Linked DNA regions of Mus musculus: regions 1 and 3 are each linked to region 2. A link is a contact called in public ChIA-PET and promoter capture Hi-C data. All regions are on one chromosome and are shown on one strand. Each heading gives the region's core, a stretch centred on a gene start, on an enhancer-like site or on the middle of the called end of the contact. The rest is flanking DNA. Distances are from core to core; before and after follow the strand shown. Region 1 overlaps Ttc28 (tetratricopeptide repeat domain 28). Region 2 holds the start of Pitpnb (phosphatidylinositol transfer protein, beta). Region 3 overlaps Ttc28 (tetratricopeptide repeat domain 28).

What was found. Promoter capture Hi-C pulls out the DNA fragments that hold promoters and counts their contacts. ChIA-PET counts read pairs in DNA pulled down with a chosen protein or histone mark.
Region 1: a contact with region 2 is called in a promoter capture Hi-C map of cranial neural crest, with 2.5 times the contacts expected there. The contact joins the enhancer-like site here to the promoter of Pitpnb in region 2. A contact is called at or near these places in 5 of 39 promoter capture datasets (the HPC-7 cell line, cranial neural crest, embryonic stem cells and 1 more), 2 of 484 Hi-C or Micro-C datasets (the AML12 cell line and olfactory sensory neurons), 4 of 115 datasets of contacts at active chromatin or transcription factors (bone marrow-derived macrophages and embryonic stem cells) and 1 of 9 other capture datasets (adipose tissue).
Region 3: a contact with region 2 is called in an RNA polymerase II ChIA-PET map of memory CD8 T cells, with 32 read pairs. The contact joins the enhancer-like site here to the promoter of Pitpnb in region 2. A contact is called at or near these places in 3 of 39 promoter capture datasets (cranial neural crest, embryonic stem cells and hippocampal neurons), 1 of 484 Hi-C or Micro-C datasets (CD4 T cells) and 2 of 115 datasets of contacts at active chromatin or transcription factors (bone marrow-derived macrophages and memory CD8 T cells).

The regions. Positions count from the first base shown.
Region 1 is chr5:111,010,656-111,014,235 of GRCm38.p6, reverse strand. The region is part of intron 2 of Ttc28 (tetratricopeptide repeat domain 28); the gene reads right to left. Among named protein-coding and RNA genes, the nearest start is that of Mir701, 8.3 kb to the right of the region's middle. Within about 2 kb of position 1,940, at least 37 of the 459 cell types and tissues checked have an H3K27ac peak or open chromatin away from gene starts, as enhancers often do.
Region 2 is chr5:111,328,918-111,332,571 of GRCm38.p6, reverse strand. It overlaps Pitpnb (phosphatidylinositol transfer protein, beta), which reads right to left and starts at 1,875. Exons shown (of 12, transcript NM_019640.5): 1 at 1,739-1,875. The coding sequence starts at 1,758.
Region 3 is chr5:111,058,123-111,062,270 of GRCm38.p6, reverse strand. All of the region lies in intron 2 of Ttc28 (tetratricopeptide repeat domain 28), which reads right to left. Among named protein-coding and RNA genes, the nearest start is that of Mir701, 56 kb to the right of the region's middle. Within about 2 kb of position 2,765, at least 132 of the 459 cell types and tissues checked have an H3K27ac peak or open chromatin away from gene starts, as enhancers often do. A contact at or near this core is called in bone marrow-derived macrophages and memory CD8 T cells, where this site is marked.

The sequences.
Region 1 (3,580 bases), core at 691-3,190, 320 kb after region 2:
ATATTTGGATAGGATGGTCTTTTGATTCAGTGTAAGATTGAGATAGGCATACTTAATAACCCATTTAACGGCTTCGCTCTCTGATCACATTTTTTAGAGCTGTAGTCATTTTACAGCAAATAAAAATTATGGTTGTAGCAAGGCACAGACAGCAATATCTTGAGCTAGATATTTGGCAGTGTTGGATACTTCGTGGCTCACACACACAGTGCATGTATAGGACTTGGTGACAAGTTCTGTAATATTTTTTTTAGTTCTCACATAGAGAAGGCATTTCTATTGGCTCTAAATGGCCAGAAGACCACCCTTCTGGTGACAGTTCCTCCATTATTTCTTCTGATCTGCCTCACAATATAACATAGAGTGTGTCTTCAGAATGTGGCGGAAGAAGAAGAACAATTGTTAAATTACACAGCTACAAACTGAAGATGAGATCTCTCTCAGAACCAAGTCTTAGTGCCCTCACCACTCTCACAGGAGCTGGAAGAACAGCACTCTTGAGAACCAGATCAACCCAGGAAGTTGTACAAGACTTACAAGTTTTCCGTCTAAACGAGTGCATTAGAAAGCAATAGTCCTGCAACAAACACAGGAGGACCACAGGCTTTCCAAAAAGAGGTGGGATGAGATGATACCTGGAAGACAGTCCTGGGTCACAGCAACAGCTATGGTGTCATTCTCATGGCCCACAACACTATTAGTGATAGCCATGACCATAAAGGCATGAAGATAACAGAGGAAAACAGTAATTCACCAGTCCTAGCAGGAGTGTGGCATGTGCCTGAAATGCTGAAGGCCACGAGGTTATGATCAACTGGTGCTACACAGCAAGAGCCTGCTTCAAAAACACTAAAGCACACACCCACACATACAATCACACACACACCACCAAGAACAACAAGCCACAATCTCAAATCACTACACACTCAGTGGTATACAGGCTATACAAATGTACTACCTAAATCATTAAAAAAATATATATAATAAATAACCAAAACCCATCATTCTTGCTGAGTCTGAAACCAAGACCACAGCATCATGACATACAGATTTCAGAACCCTGACTTCTCAAAGCTCTGGATGAAAATTTCCTAAGACAAAGAAAAGCCTTATATAAGAATTATTTCAAAGTAAGTATTTTAAAGCATTGTCATTCAGGATCAGCATAACCCAACAGTCTCCTGGGATCCGGGATTTGAGAGTAAGGAGGAGTATTCTGGGGCGGGATGGCACATCACTAATCCACCCCACTCTACTCTGAGAGGGGAGCTGTGACTGTGTAGGTTCTCCAAATAAAAACACAAAAAGGCCTTTAGATCTCTCAAGAGTTGCTCGACGGAGATGAACGGATGCTATGCAAACTGGAACCAGCGTCTGAGTGCAGCCTTGGTTATTAACACTTGGTCTCTGGTCCCTAAGCGTCTGAGTGCAGCCTGGTCACTAGGTCGGCCCCACCCACCCCTACCCTGTGCAGCTGCTGTTTCCCAGATCATCCTCTACTGTTTCAGGGTGGGAGGGAACCATTGTTTTCCACCAAGTTTGAAACATGTTGGATGTCTTCTGCTTCCTAGATCTCAGAAACTCCTCAACAGGGCTTTGCAGCTTCCGGGCAGCTCCAAGGTGAGGAGTGGCAGTCTCTCCCCACCACAGGTATGCCAGGAGTTGGCCAGCTCCGTTCTGGACTCTCTTCTCCTTCCTTCTTCAGAGCCCACCCGCAAGCAGCCCTGTTCCTCCGTTCTTCCGTTATTACTATTCCACTAATTTCAAGGGTTTAGCGTGTTCTGTGCTTTTCTGTAATTTTTCTTTCTGCATTTGGGGCTGGTGGTGCAAGTGAACTGCAAACAGACTGTAAAACAGCAGCAGGCAGACGTTCCCCACATTAAACACTTGAGCTAAGCCACTGCCTGGGCGCTTCTCAAACGTGATGACACAGGCTGCAAGGCTTGGCTTGGAGAGACCAAGCAGCAGCTCCAGCAGGGCCTTGGGAATGACCTGCCCCGCCCAATACATACAGGCCTTAAAACCAGAGTGTTCCTGGCCACCTGAGGGCAGAACAATGTAAACTAGATTTTATCATCATGGAGCTGGAATGCTTCGATGCTTCGATGAGCAGACTTAATCGATATGACAAGTAGCCTGGACGGCAGCGGCCACGTGGGTTAAAAAAGGAGAATCGTATTCTTTACATGAAAACTTACTTTAAAATCATAACGCAGGAAGGGTGTGCTACATTTCAAATAACTCATCTCAAGATTACTTAAAATGATAAGGAAGCAAATCTGCATTTTTTAAACGATTTAAGTTGAGAATTAAGAGAAAAAGTGATAAGCTGGCTGTCCCCCGCCACTGCCATAAGCTGTGGTTTGTGTCAATGAACAAAGACAAAATAAAGAAGATTCCTTGCTTTGGGCTGTTCAGAAGTGCAGTATAATAACTGACAGTGAGATTCAACTGAGAGAGAGGTGGGCTATCTTTATGCTCTTGGCAGGTGTTATAAACAATGAGGAGCAGAACCTCTGACTAATTCAAACTCAGACCCTTCCCTCTAATTCACTAGGAAACCTAGACACGTGTCAAAGCTCAAGTGAGCTTAAACATCTTCTTATTTTCCCCTGACACGGTCGACCTCTGGCATGTCCCATTGTCATGTGACGTCACGTGCTTCCAGCATTACTGATTCTCTCCCAAGTAAAGTGAGGACATGAGAGAACAAGGGCAACCTCCAGCTTGCTCCTGGTGGTTGGAATTCACAGCAGGAAATGACCTTTTAGAAGCAAGTACCCTGCACAGATGCAACTCTGCTCTCTAGAGAGCAGCAGTAAATCTGCACTTGTCAGGCTGTAGCCGGGGAATGGCCACAGGAAGGGATATTGGAAACATCTGGGAGCTAAGCACACCCCTCGAAGACAACGAGGCAAGGTGGAGGGTGTGGGAAGATGAATGTGTTAGTCTCCAGGCTGGGAGGACGGCGCAGAGTTCAGGACTGAGAATCACAGCAGAGAGACCTGCGGCAGGAGAAGCATTCTCCGAGGAGACAGGCAACCTCTGCAGAACCATATCCTTCAGGGATGAAGGGCAACACAGACAGTCAGTAAGGAGCAGCAGAAGCATACAAATGGGTGAGGACAGGCGGGAAGTCTAAGTCAGTTAGTTCCCAAGGGAAGAAAAGTGAGTGTGAGGGGATCCACACACCAAGAATGGTACTAAATTCTGTGAAGTGTCCATGAAATTCCATCGGAAGAGCTCACTGTCCAATTTTGAATAGAAACACCAGAAATACCTTCCTTAGCACTACGTGTAGATAACTATGTCAAAGCTCTAAAAGCTAATATCCACGTATGAGAGAAAACAGTAAGGGGGGCTGTAAGGGGGAGTAGAATGTGGGGGGTGCTAAAAGGGGGATAGAATGTAGGGGGTATAAGAGAAAAACATTGGGATAACAGCAAGAAGGATTGAGTGCAATGTGGAATGGGAAGGCAGGGTGAGGAAGGGGTATGGAGAGCGATACTGAACACTAAAGACCTTTTCAAAAAACCACATGAAACCTGTTACTATAGAAGCTTCCTAAAATATACACACA
Region 2 (3,654 bases), core at 626-3,125:
GACAGGAAGTAACTAATAAATTAAAAGCCACTAGATGCCTCATGTGCAGTCAGTCTAGCATCTCTCTTCCTAGGTAGCTTGGCACAAGTCAGTTCCTGTCTATCGCATATTCTCCTGTTTTAATATCTGCCACTAGAGTAATGTTAGGTGATGTTTACAAGATACATTGTTAAAATTACTTGGAAGAAAGTTTTCATAAACTCAAAGTTCAGTAGTATGATTATGTTTTAAGTGTAAATCTTTGCTGTGTGCAGAATGCGAAAGTAAGCCTTTTTTCAGACTCCCTGTCACTAAAAAAAAAAAAAAAGTAGTACTTCTTCAGGCCAGAGATGGCCCAGCAGGCAAAGGCATGACTGGAGTTTCAGGTGCAGGACCCTAATAGGAGTAGAGAACTGACTCGAAAGCTGTCCCCTGACCTCCAAAAGCACTCGGTGTACTACCCTGTACACCCCTCTCCATACAAATGTAATTAAAAGTGTTCTCCTAAAAGTGAAAAAGAATCGTCACCAATTCATTTAACAAGAGTTTGCTGAAGGGCTGGAGAAATGGCTCTGCGGCTAAGAGGACTTGCTGCTCTGAGTAACTGGGTTCAGTTTCCAGCCCATGGACGGTGGCTCACTTCTTGCTCTAGTTCCAGGGGATCCAATGCCTAATGCCCTCTTACTACTACCTCCAAGAGCACTGTATGAACGCAGCACATATGCACACACGCAGGCAAACACTTAAATACACATATAAACAGGCAAATCTTTAAAAACACCAAATGCTGGCTGAAGATGTGCTATGTACTAAAGACTGATCCAAAAAAAATGGAGGTATCAGAGTGAGTATCCTGCACAATGTAGGGCGAACAGTCAGAAAGACAAACAATACACACTTCCCAAGACCTTTAAGGTGAGCTACTGATTTGAGGAAAAAGCATTCGAGTCAGCAGAAAGAGAAGGAAAGCCAACATACAGAGCGACAGAGGAACAAGGGGTCTTGTAATGCTGGAATGGGCAAGGAAAAAAAATTACATATGAGCAGAAAATAGAATCTGGGCAGTGTTAAGTAGAGAAACCTTGTTAGTGATTTTTACAAGGTTGACGTTAATACAGGCAAGGAATCTAGACAGCTAACTTAACGTCTTTTTTTTTTTTTGCTTCTTTTAAGAATCTGAAATTAAACCAGGGCCGAGGAAGAACAGCAACAACAAAATGGGTCACACTTGAAATTGCACAAGGGACACCGGCTCAGGTATGACAGCTGAACATTCCCCGCCACCACGGTTTCCTGTGATGTCCGTGGCTCTAAGCAGAGGGGGAAGCCACAACTTCCCAACAGAATGACGGGACCAGTCCGACGAACTTGGGAAAAGTCTTTATTTGCCGTGTTAAGCACCATGTGTTTAACCCCGCACCGAACCCAGTGAAGCAGGTGGGGCCGGTGTCTCCCCATCTTAGAGATGAGGGGTCTGAGAGCGACCGCAGGGGCATGATCTAGAGTGGGCTTCACTGAGCCTGAGGTGGGTCGGGCTCGAACTTGCGGGCGACCCTTCGCCCGGCATTCCCGGCTCCCCCGAGAGCCCCGGCCGCACCGCCGACCCTGGCGCTGACTGCGGAGGGCGGCGGCGCCGCACAGGGCCTTGGGGGCTCCAGGAAGGAGCCAACTGCGACCCGGGAGCGCCCTCCTCGCGGAGCCCACCGATCCTCCCCAGCCCGCATTCCGGAACCTCGTTCGAGCCCAACGACCCACTCACAATTCCTTAATCAGCACCATCTTCCGGGAACCCCTCACAGCCGCCGCCGCCAGCCGCCACCGCCGGGCCTCGCAACACGCAAGCGTAGCCCCGCCTCCCAATCGTCCGAGCCCCGGGAGCGCCTGCGCGTCCGCGCCCTTCCGCCGCCGGCCATTGCGTCAGCGCGCCTGGGGGAGCTGACTCCGCCCAGTCCACGCCCCGCTCACGGAGCACGAGGCCTCCACTGCGGCTGCGTGGCCCCTTGGCGCGCTGGTGAGCCTTGGAGCGCGCCTGCGTACTCTCGGCGAGCAGTGGGGCAGCAAGCGCGGCGTCCTCCTGCCAGCGTTAGTCTCTCACGGCGCTGTGCAGCCTATGGTTTCCAGTGAGTTCTCCAGTCGGGACCCTAAACGACGTTGAGTTCGCACAGGTGTGGGAGCCGAGGACGACCTCAGGTTTAGCAGGAGCGTGTTCTAGAAACCCAGACAGACCGGTGTTAAAATCCTGATGTGTTCGCCCCTTGTCCTAACTAACCTTTTTAAGGGTACATCTATCTGGTTTGCCTGTATTGTGTCTGCTCCCTGTGTGTCTCATGCATACTGAGGTTCACGTGTAACTGGAGATGCAGACAGTTGTGAAATGCCATGTGAGTGCTGGGAACCAAACCTGGGTCCTCTGCAAGAACCCCCAGTGTTCTTAACAACTGAGCCCCTGTCCAAACATTGAATCCTCAACAAAAGCAATTTTGCATGAGACAGACCCAGACCCAGTTGGGTAGACTAATTCTAGACGAATTCTACGTGTCTAAGGCATTGGTTTTTCATTATGTGCTTTCGGGGCAAAGAACTCACTACAGGAAGAATGAAAGTTAAATTTTACTAAGACCAATCAGAAGCCCGTCCCAACACGGGCTTTAAGCACTAGTTGACCTAACAACTTTGATAAAACAATTTTGAAACAGTGACTAAGTACTGCTCTTGGACTGCCCTCTGCTTCCTCACTCACTGAACTTAGTAACTTGGGATTCAAGGACCTTTTAGTGGGATTCCTAGGGAGCTGGATAGCTGCAGGAATAATCTTCTTTGTGTCAACGGGCATTTTAGGTAAATTTGATTTCTCTATACTTTGTGTCAAACCATATTTTTTCCCTCATCGAATGATCTTGAAAATATTTTCATAAAAACTAGAAATAGTCTCAAGAATATTCTTCCCCTCTCTAGTGATTGATTTATTTATATTTTATGTACATTGGTGTTTTACCTGCATGTATACCTGGATGAGGTCAGATCCCCTGGAACTGGAGTTTCAAACAGTTGTGAGCTGCCACGTCGTGGGTGCTGGGAATTGAACCCAGATACTCTAGAAGAACCACCAGTGCTCTTAACTGCTGAGCCATCTCTCCAACCCCAGTCCCAAGTGTTCCTTAATTTTGTTAGATATCAGAGCATAGGTCAGTTGTCCCGATTTGGGAAACTGGGTTGGACTTTGAAGATGAAGCCCTGGACCTGAATCCTGGCTGGTTGACTTCAAGAAATCTGGAATAAAGAATCTTGTAGAGACTTAATTTATACAACCAAAGATAGGTGACTGTTTAGAGAATAAAAAGTAGGAAGGGACTGAAAATGTAGCTCAGTTTATAGAGTACTTGCCTAATGTCCTAGCAGTGAGTTCAGTCCTTTTGATTTTTTTGAGGCAGGGTTTCTCTGTATAGCTCTGGCTGTCCTGGAACTCACTCTGTAGACAGAGCTGGCCTCGAACTCAAAAATCCGCCTGCCTCTGCCTCTGCCTCTGCCTCTGCCTCCCAAGTGCTAGGATTAAAGGCGTGTGCCACCCCGCCCAGCTTGAGTTCAGTCTTAAACACCACAAAAAAGCCAAAATTACATGAAGCACCTATACATATCACATGGTAATAGAAGGTTTTTGAATGAAAACCATATAAA
Region 3 (4,148 bases), core at 1,516-4,015, 270 kb after region 2:
ATTTCAAGTGCATAATACACAAAAACGTATACTCAGTTGTACAAACATACACATGTATGTACAAAAAAAAAAAAAAAAAAAACAAAAAACCCGGTATTAATTGTTCAGCTTACATCAGAACCAGTCAAGCTTATATTTTGCAATCGTTTAACATAATGATCCAGGTACGTGAGCCTACAGAGCATGCTGGACTTGTAAGTCAGTGATTGTGTTATGGTCATAGACATAGACATAGACATAGACATAGACATATACATATATGGTCATATACATATACATATATGGTCATAGACATATAGACTAATACATAAAAGGAACTGAATACTTGAAAGAATTTTTTAAAGTGGGGACACAATTAAACCCAGAAGATGACGTTACAAATGGCTCTCCTCCCAGCAGTGGCTACTTCCAGAGCCAGATGATGGTCCCAAGAGACAGAGAAATATTTTCTCTCTGACAGTTTCTAGTTGCCCACAGAGATATAGAAAAAGGTTCACCTTGGGAATGATATCATTCCATGGAAGCCTGGAAGGAGCAACTGCTTCCAAGATGCATAAGACACACACACACACACACAATCATCTTAAAATAAAACAAAACAGATAGAAATTAGAATGAAATCCCCAGCTTGGAATATCAAGCACTATCTTTCAAAACTTCTGACACAGTAGGACAGCTTTTTTTGTACACTCCTTTTACGTGGTACAGGCAAGCCCTGGAGCTCACTGCCAGGCCTGCAGGATGGCATGAGAGCATATACTGACATCTATGAACACTTGCTTAAGCCTGTTCTCTTTACAGTAACATGTCAGTTGAGTTACATATCTGCCCACTGAGTTACATATCACACACACACACACACACACACACACACACACACACACCAGAGACAGGTGTTCTGTAGCTTTCCAAGGTGGGTGTAAAAGCTGCTTCTAATTATTTAAAGAATTTAACACACTATCCTAGAATAACGAAGAATATCTGTTGCAATATTAATTGCATTACATTAAAGGTAACCATGTACGTGTGTATCTTCTGCTATGCTTTAGTTAAAGACACCATAACTTACAATAGCCATGCATGCCACTCCTTTAAAGTCCCTCCTTCCTCACTGTTGGCATCTGGTTTATGCCTATGACAGCCCGTACTTGCATTACCTGTACCTTTGATGACACTCGAGCAGCCTAGAGTGACATCTCCCAGTATGGCTCAGAAGCCACCTCCATGTTGAGCCTTAAGGAAGGGACACTGGCCATGGCGGAAGTAAGGATGCACACGCGAGTGACACAAGGACTCTCAGGCCAAGATTCTTTTAAAATATGCTTGAAAAGGGTGACATGGAAAACCAAAAAGACCATGCAAAAACCTTTCAGCTGATACTTAGCTGGGCCCAAGAACCTGCAAGCATCAAGGAGCCTGTAGGGTTGCCCTGGCACGCTGGAAATACATCAGAAAATAACAGACTTCTGATTGCTCATTAGAGGTTTAAACTGTTATAACTGTCACTTGGGTGTTCCATTGATTCCCCAATACCAATAATTACTTGATAATCACACAAATTCTGTTTTTAAAATAATTTTGTTTGCTTCTTTCACGTGAGTGTTTTTCTGCAAGTCTGTGTATATACCACATGCATGCCTGATACCCACAGAGGCTTGAAGAGGGTGTCATCTCCTGGAACTGGAGTTGCAGCAGTAGTGAGTCGCCATGTGGGTCCTGGGAATTGAACCTGGGACCTCTGGAAGAACTCCCAGTGCTCTCAACCACTGAGCCATCGCTCCAGTCCCTGTCCTAATTATATGCCACACGCCAAAGCAGTCTGGCACAGGGGTAGGGAATTTCACAGTGGCAAGGGAATATGGCCCCCCTGACCTCTCTTCCTCTCATCCCAAAGCTGCTGCCCTGACTCCAGGCTCGGAAGCAGCTAGAGAGCAGGTCACTCGTCTATAAACTAGGGGGGGAGGGAGAATAACAAAGGAAGGCTGACATGTAACACCTCCCTGCATCAGCACCAGTTGTATCCAATATATTCCCTGAATGTACCTGAAGCGCACAGAAACTAATGGGTTGGGGAAGGAGCCTCCCAAGACTGACCCGCCTACAGCATCTCCTCGACCACACTCCCTGAGCAGCAGGCCTAGGTGCAGACTCTTTTCTGACATGAAGTCCCCTCATCCTCCCCAAAGCCGGCCACCTCACTGACTCAAGTTTTAGTCAGCGTGGTTTAGTCATAATACCTTTCTGTATCAAAATAAATAACTCTAACCAGCTGGTCTTAATATTGTAGGAACTAAAATTAAAAAAGAAAAACCCACAAAAGCCACAAATATTTGGAACCACGAAGGAAAATGTCAAGCTATAGCCAATAAAGCTCTAGTTAGCAGAATTTTCAAAGGTAGGTCCCAAACTAAAACCTCACGGGATGGAAGAAAAAAAAATGTCGCTGCCAAAATGTTATTACTCAACCCCTAAAGTCCCTTTGCAGCACATGGGGCTATCGAGTGCTTGTGCCAGGTCTTTCTCCTTCCCAAGCCACCCTATCCTCAGAAGCACAAGAGGCTGGCGGCCACTGGGCCTGCAATGACCTTTTATGGCTCTGCTGTGCCTAAGGCAAAGCTACTTTGAGAGTTTGGCAAAGAAACTCATTTTCGGTTGTTTTTTATTTTTAAGAGGAAACATCATCACAAAAGCATGACTGTCTGGTTTCAAAAACAAGGAAGGCTTCTCAGGGAACTAACACAGCCTCTTCTTCAAACACATCCGCTCTATAGAAACCAGAACCCCAAACCCAGACAGGAACCACGAAACCACAGGTTTTAAGGTCTACAGAAGTTACACAGTCTCTCCTCTTCATCTCAAACAAGATCATATATTCTAATGTTTAAAACAAACGTGAACTCATTCAATATTAAAACCTTCCTTAGAAAAAGGTTGCCATTCAGAGGCTAATTATTTCTCACAGGTGTCTAGGTCCTTATTTAATCTTCAGGGTGGGAGCTGGTAGTCACGTGATTTGTATTCGTGGGGGTGGGGGAAAGGACAGCAAATGTCAGGGATGACCTCAGACAGGCTGTGGCCTGCGATCTCATTTAATCTCTAGAACTCTCTGGGAAGCAGCTAGCAGTAGCCCTTCCACACAACAGAACATGAGGTTCAGAGGAGCAAGCTCAGGGCATCCGGTCTCTGCACAGTGTTTTATACTTCAGCATTCTTCCTGTGGGCACACCACAGACTTGTCCAGATTGAGTGCTGGCATTTTGTGGCACCCCTGCCCTCATGCGTCCTGCCAGAATCGGGACACAACTCAAACGACTGTGGAGGAAGGCATGGCCTGCTCCACATTCGTCTGAACACTGAAGCTACTTTCTGCTTACTAGAAATGGGAGGGGGGGTAGGATCGACAGCAGCTACACACTCTCGCCAGATTTTGCAAACAGGAGATCCAAGCGGGCTGACAGTGGGCCATGGCTGCCACCTGCTATGGCAGGAAGCTGACAGCAAGAACTTGCATGCCATCCTTTGTGTACCGGGAGCACTTCTGAGCAGTCTGTTAACACACAAAGTAGGAGGGAGCACCGGTCACCAGGGCAACGGGAGGAAGGAGAGGAAAAGGAGGAAGCAAAGATGCTGGGAACGATAAGCAAGAGGTGAGGTTCGAGAGGTGAGGGGACACGCACACAAGCACACTGCGTGGCACGGTAGTAAAGGAGAAAAAGAAAAACAGAAACGAGCCAGATGAGGAACAGGGGAGTGAAAACACGGCAGGTGGCCGGGACAGAAGGTGAAGGAAACGCTGGTGAGAGCGACTGCTGCTTCCTATTCAGTCCAAGGGCCTCCTCCACTCAGGGAGCACCCCAGGCATGAAAAACGGCACCCATGGACACTGAGCCACGATGTAGATGTATACCACACCTCGAGCGCCACACACGCTCACCGACCTCTCTCCAACCCACCCAGGGCAGGTGAGGACCAATCAGAAGAAAAGCAGCACTCTCAGCATCTTCCCTCAGACCACCAGATTGCTATCAATCAATCAAAACCAAATTCACACTCCACTCATCAGCAACACACAGGAGACAGACAGACATCTCCCCATCACTCCAGAGCCCTGTAAATCTGTACCTTGGCCAGATCTGTACTCTACCTAA